2 separate regions of the Ovis aries genome follow, and region 1 is linked to region 2. The links are chromatin contacts, called in public Hi-C maps. All regions are on one chromosome and are shown on one strand. The core of a region is the stretch at or near the end of the contact, and the rest is flanking DNA. Distances in the headings are between cores, read along the strand shown.

Region 1 (2,914 bases), core at 142-2,641, 49 kb after region 2:
AACACATGTAAGAATTAAAGATTTTAAAATTAAAAAAATAAAAAAATAAAAAAAAATAAAAAAAATAAAAACTATAGACCTTAAATTATAATTGAATTTTAAAATGTGGCATTAAAAGTAGAGAGAAATATAAAACATTCATTTACATATAGGTATGTATGCAGCACTATTTTAAAAGGAAAGAAAACATATATATCATATTTATGATGGTAAATATACCCAGAAAGAAGGAAAAGACACTATGACCAGGAAGAGGATAGAGGAATTCAGAGTTCTATACTTTATCTGTTATGTATTTTTTATTTTACTTTGAAAATAAAGCACGTGATAAACTTGGTTAAAAATAGTAATAGGCAAAATGGTAGGGGAGATAAAATCAATTGTATGAATAACTGAGATACAATATGAAAAAAATATTCAGTAAATCAGCCCTGAATATTCATTGGAAGGACTGATGCCTAAGCTGAAACTCCAATACTTTGGCCACCAGATGCGAATTGACTCATTAAAAAATACCCTTTTGTTGGGAAAGATTCCACACAAGAGGAGAAGGGGACGACAGAGGATGAGATGGTTGGGTGGCATCACTGACTCAATAGACATGAATTTGAGCAAGCTCTGAGAGTTGGTGATGGACAGGGAAGCCTGGTATACCACAGTCCATAGGGTCACAAAGAGTTGGACATAGCTGAGCAACTGAACTGCACTGATATGAAAAAAAATATGGTCTTGTGAAAGGAAAATTCTTTGTATATTTGTGGCCATCCTTTCTACAGCCAGTTACTTTAAGTTTGAAAGTTCTTTTTCTCTGACTTAGCAAAATTTTGTGAAATGGATGTGCTATTGGGTTTTAACTCCCATTTTTGAGTTAAAACGTATTTACTTAGGATAATCAAGATTTTTCTTGATATTTCATTTTTTGTTATTGCATTTTTTTACTTAATGTTTTACTTAAGTAAACATTTTTGTACAATGTTTTTTGCCGGGGACTTCAGCACATCTGCGTAATGGCACAGAACTCCTGACTGCTATTTTTGATCTGAAGAAGTCAGGGTGTTTCAATGAATTGTCACAGAATAGCTGGCACATGATTTCTCCCTGCCTCACAGGGAGACTTGATTGACTTGATTGACTTTTACAGATTCCAAATTGTCATTCTGCATGGCCTCATTGTATTACTAAATATACACATTTGTCTATCATTGCCAGCCTAAATTTTTTCCAACTCTGATAGCTTTTAACTTTCACTGAGTACTAACAGTCCATGCACATAGTCACTAAGTGAGATTGTTAAATTTCCATTTTCCATCTGACATAAATAGCTACTCAAGCAGATGTGGACTGGGATGGGTATTCCCTAAACCAAAGCTATTTGGCAGAGATCTGTCTTTCCTTACACAAGAGAAGAAAGGGTTTTGATGACTAACATCTTGACTCACTCCATTAATACTTCATGAAAACAGATCTCCTCAAAAATAGTTTTTGGGGGACTCAGGGTAGGGAGAAACTACTTCTAGGTGGGAATCAAGATATCTATGTGGAGAAAGTAGAATTTGACTTGAGAGAAGTTTTCATTCATTCATTTAACACATATTTTTTCAAGCAGCTAAAATTACTTTGCATTGTGACTAACACTGGGCTGAAGAAAATTTTACTAGGTGAAGAAAAAGGGATAAAAATCAATGAGCAAATGAGTAGTTTGAGTAGTTACAAGAATGTTTGAGCAATAGCAGTGGGTCAGTCTAGTGTTCAATTATCTGTTAATACATTCAGCAAACAGTTATACCATTTCTATATGGGCTTCCCTGGTGGCTGAGCAGTGAAGAATCTGCCTGCAATGCCAGAGACTGCCTGCAATGTAAGAGGCATGAATTTGATCCCTGGGTTGGGAAGATCCCCTGAGGGAAGGCGTGAAAACCCACTCCAATATTTTTGCCTGGGAAGTCTCATGGACAGAGGAGCCTGCCAGGCTACAGTCCATGGGGTCATAAGAGTTGGACACAATTTAGTGACCAAAACCTCGTAGTTGATATTGGATTAACTTCTTGGAAAACAAAAGTGACACAGAACAATACTGTCTTTTTGCAAGAATTCAAAATGTAGTGAGACAAATAAAAAATTTTCAGAAAAAAAACATACAATAATCAGTGTACATAAGTAGCCATGCCCCCAGAACTAAGCAACACCAAAAAAAAAAAAAAGGTAAATCTCCTGCCCTTAGTGAGAAACAAAAAAGGCAGGATAACTGATATAATAAATATTGAGATTAGGGAGAGACACAGGTAATATGTGCTTTGAGGGATTTGAAAAAATGTTGGGAAAATTTTAGGAGATTATAGATTATAGGAGAAAGAGACCATAGCTAGATATTGGATTAAAGAAAAACAAGAGATTCAGGTCAATGAGGGCCAGGTAGTCTGAACTTTAGGCTATAACCAGTGGAAATCTTTGAATTTTTAGTCAGAGATGTGATCTCAATGGCCAGTTTTGATGGTCAGCTTTACTTGTGACATAATGCAAAAGAATTATGGGACAGTTAGCAGTCCAAAATTTCCAAGGTTGGTTTAAAAATGAGGCTATAAAATGGTAGAGGATACCACAAACATTGAAGTAGGCAGGGAAATCAATAAAAACTTGCTGAATAATTGATTCAACAATTCTTTCCTGGTTTCTTGCCTGAGAGAAGAAAAGCACAAAACTTGGAAGATTTTACTTGTATCTCAGTCCAAATTCCACTGGAGAGGAGCAGGGACACAGGAGGAAGGAAGGGCACTGGGCCACACCACATGGGCCACGGCTGTCGGCAAATCCGTGTCCATCTGGTCAAAGGGGAAATTGGTTGGCCCGAGGTAAATAAATGGCCCAAGGACCATTTATTCAGAGTAAAGTAACAATTTTCTTTTTGGGAAATTTA
Region 2 (2,970 bases), core at 293-2,792:
CTTGTGGGGGGGGGCGGGGCGGTGGGTGTCCATTTTAACCCTGAATGTCCTGGGTAAAAATAATATGGCCAGGTATTTTGCACAAATTCCTCAATGAAATAACTTCTTCTAGATTAGTATCATAATACTTAAAACACAGCATCTTAATTAATCTAGGCTACTGACAGTGATAGTCTCTTTATCATTTCCTTCCTCTCAATAAATCAGGAAAACAAACAAACCTATAGCAGTAGCCCATGTGGACATCAAGGAGACTGTTATTGAGATGATATACTGTTAAAATTTCATTTCAACCATTTTAAGTATTCTCAAAATGTATGCCTATTTCCTAAATACTAATTGCTAAGAATGCCACTACTTTAGTAAAGTTCATTGCCATAATTTAATGTGTTCTATCAAAAATAATAATTTTAGGTTTCTTAAACGACATCCCATTAAATTATACCATTCAGATCAACATTTGCATGATGTCACTTATGCCTTTGGTGTGAATTTCAAAGTCAAAATTTAAACCTCAGGAGATAAGTGAAGCTATAAATGCAGAGCAAATTAAACCCCCCAGCACTGGGTGAATTAAAAACCTCAATAATAATAGAAATAAGTTAAAAGTAAACCATAAAACAGTATCCATCTATCAATAAGGGGTACTATAGGGGGCATCTGATTCTTTCTCTGGTCAAAATAGCAATTTGAAGAAAAAGCCGCAGGTATTTATATCACTGGGAGCCCACTTAATCAGTGGTCATCATATTACCCTGTTTTGAAATTAGAAAGAAAAATAACCCACACTTTCATTCTATAGTGAATGTATCTTGTGATAAAATTTCATTGGCAGCAAAAATTCTGCAGTCTCTTCTTTACATTTTAGTAAATATGTAGCTAACTGTGAGATCATCTTAGTTAGGTCCTTAATAATCAGCATAAATAGAGCCAGTGTTTGTTTTCACCTCTCTGGTGACAGTTTCTATTATTTTCTAAGTTGTAGAAATATACACTAGACTTCTATAACTAATCACCAAAGTTCACGTCTCTGAAGTTTAAAAGTTCTTAAAATGTACAAGAATTCAGGAGGAGAATAAATTCTTAAATATACAATCCAACTATGAATAGCATGCCAGTCTAGAATACTTTTCTATAAACATTTCCTAAACATTTAATTAGTAAAAACACAAAATACATCAATAAAGAGAGTCACCGTGTTAGATTATAGTTTCTCTAAGAAACATCTTTGTAAAAACAGAGAGAAAGAACTAAAACAATGCATCACAACCATTTTACCAAATACTTCGTTTCTGTTTTCAAGCAATATTTGTTTAAAACACTGCAGAAACATTACTAAAAGTTCAGTACACATTTTTTTTTCTCGTTTTCTCTTACCAAATAATTCCTTTTTTCTTAACTTGATCAAAGTTTTATTAGTCTGTAGCAGAGTTCAGGACAATTATTGAAAACCATACCTTTTAATCCGGGGATTTGCCACAGGAGCCCTCAAAGCTGAGATGTAATTACACTAAATATTCAGCCCAAGCAAAAGAGTTTGCAGGTGTGGAAAGGAGGAGGGGGAAGGTGCTGCTCTGTGACTGTCACTAGGTTGAAAACCTCCTGCTTCTACTCCATAGCACAGTTAAAAAATAAGGTTTCCCTCAATGAACACAATCCGGCTGACACCCACATTAGATCATATGGTAATGATATGTCTCTCGTATTGTAGCCAGAAACTTTATCGGCCTTTTTTTCTCCCTATTTAAATACTTTATTCCTTTTGCATCTGCTTAAAATTCTAAACTGCTTCTGTAATATAGTAGTGGAGCAACTTGACTTGGAATTTGTTTCATTGTGTCGACTCATTTCCCTGAAATTGTAACTAAAGGGTTTATTTCCCCACCCCCAATCCTACTCCTTTATCCACTCTTTCTAGTCTTCTTTATGAGTCACATTTATCATACTTCTGAAAATGACAGTTTGTTTGTTTTTGTTTTTTTTTTTTTTTGCTTTCAGGATGTGTAAGTCTGGCAAATGGAATGAAATTATTTTAAGTGTGGGCTATGAAAATAAATGAGTACTCATTCGGATTCTTACTTGCCTTGGGCTATTTGTGCAAATTCAAAAATTCAAGTACTATGATATGGAGGTTTTCTATATATCTTGAACATATTTCTAAAGTTCCCTGGAGGAAAGCCATGATTTTATATGAAAAGCACACCATTTATTACTTCCCTTACTTATAGTTTAAAACCTTCCTTGTTGTCTACCAGTTATGTGTGTTTTTTAAAATAAAGCACATAGATACTAAAAGATGATCACAATTTAATTTAGCCTGTATATGAAAAATGTTATTTTCGTAGGCTATATTTTTATGTAATCCAGAACTCTGAAAAGGCAATAAAGTCTATGGCTCTTTCCAAATTCAGTAAATAGAAAAAAGAAAAATAGAAAAAAGAAAGTGCAAATACAAGGAAAGATATTTATTCAGCCAGTGAAAGCTTTTTTTGAGCTTTTGTAATTCCCTTGCTGGATGCTGTCAGTTCTCTGTGTGTCTCTATGTTTTGACTTGTATCTTTATGCCCTGGCCCGTAGGCTGTTAACCAGGTGGAAACTTGAAATCAACATCTGTGAAACATGAGAGGATAACCCTTCCTTTCTCCACCCTCCCTTCTTCCCTTCTCTAGCCATCTAAGTACACAATTCTACAGTAAATATACTTTGCCTTGATGAAACTTGAAGGGATTAAATTTTTATGTGTGTTACCTAAAGAAGAGGGGGTAAGGCTGTTATCACATGATATTTTGCCTTATTTTCCAAGCCCAGTCTCCATAATGTTAACACCTTACCCCACTCTTCTCCTTGGCATTTAATAACCCCATGCCTGGTTAGTCTGATGATTTAAAAGAAAGCAATTATTTTCCCTGGACGTTGGTGCAAAATCCCTGATCCCCTTGGTGGTGGTTTAGTCACTAAAGTGGTATCCGA

Evidence for each region. A called contact is a pair of places that touch in the nucleus more often than the background predicts.
Region 1: a Hi-C map of tail adipose tissue shows a contact between it and region 2, with 2.3 times the contacts expected there. The contact joins the enhancer-like site here to the promoter of DCN in region 2. A contact is called at or near these places in 4 of 16 Hi-C or Micro-C datasets (omental adipose tissue, skin fibroblasts and tail adipose tissue).

What each region holds. Positions count from the first base shown.
Region 1 is chr3:127,633,845-127,636,758 of ARS-UI_Ramb_v3.0, forward strand. All of the region lies in intron 2 of LOC105607925 (a long non-coding RNA gene), which reads right to left. Among named protein-coding and RNA genes, the nearest start is that of TRNAR-ACG, 31 kb to the left of the region's middle. Within about 2 kb of position 1,392, at least 5 of the 54 cell types and tissues checked have an H3K27ac peak or open chromatin away from gene starts, as enhancers often do. A contact at or near this core is called in tail adipose tissue, where this site is marked.
Region 2 is chr3:127,584,993-127,587,962 of ARS-UI_Ramb_v3.0, forward strand. DCN (decorin) reads right to left here and starts at 1,543. Exons shown (of 8, transcript NM_001009218.1): 1 at 1,458-1,543.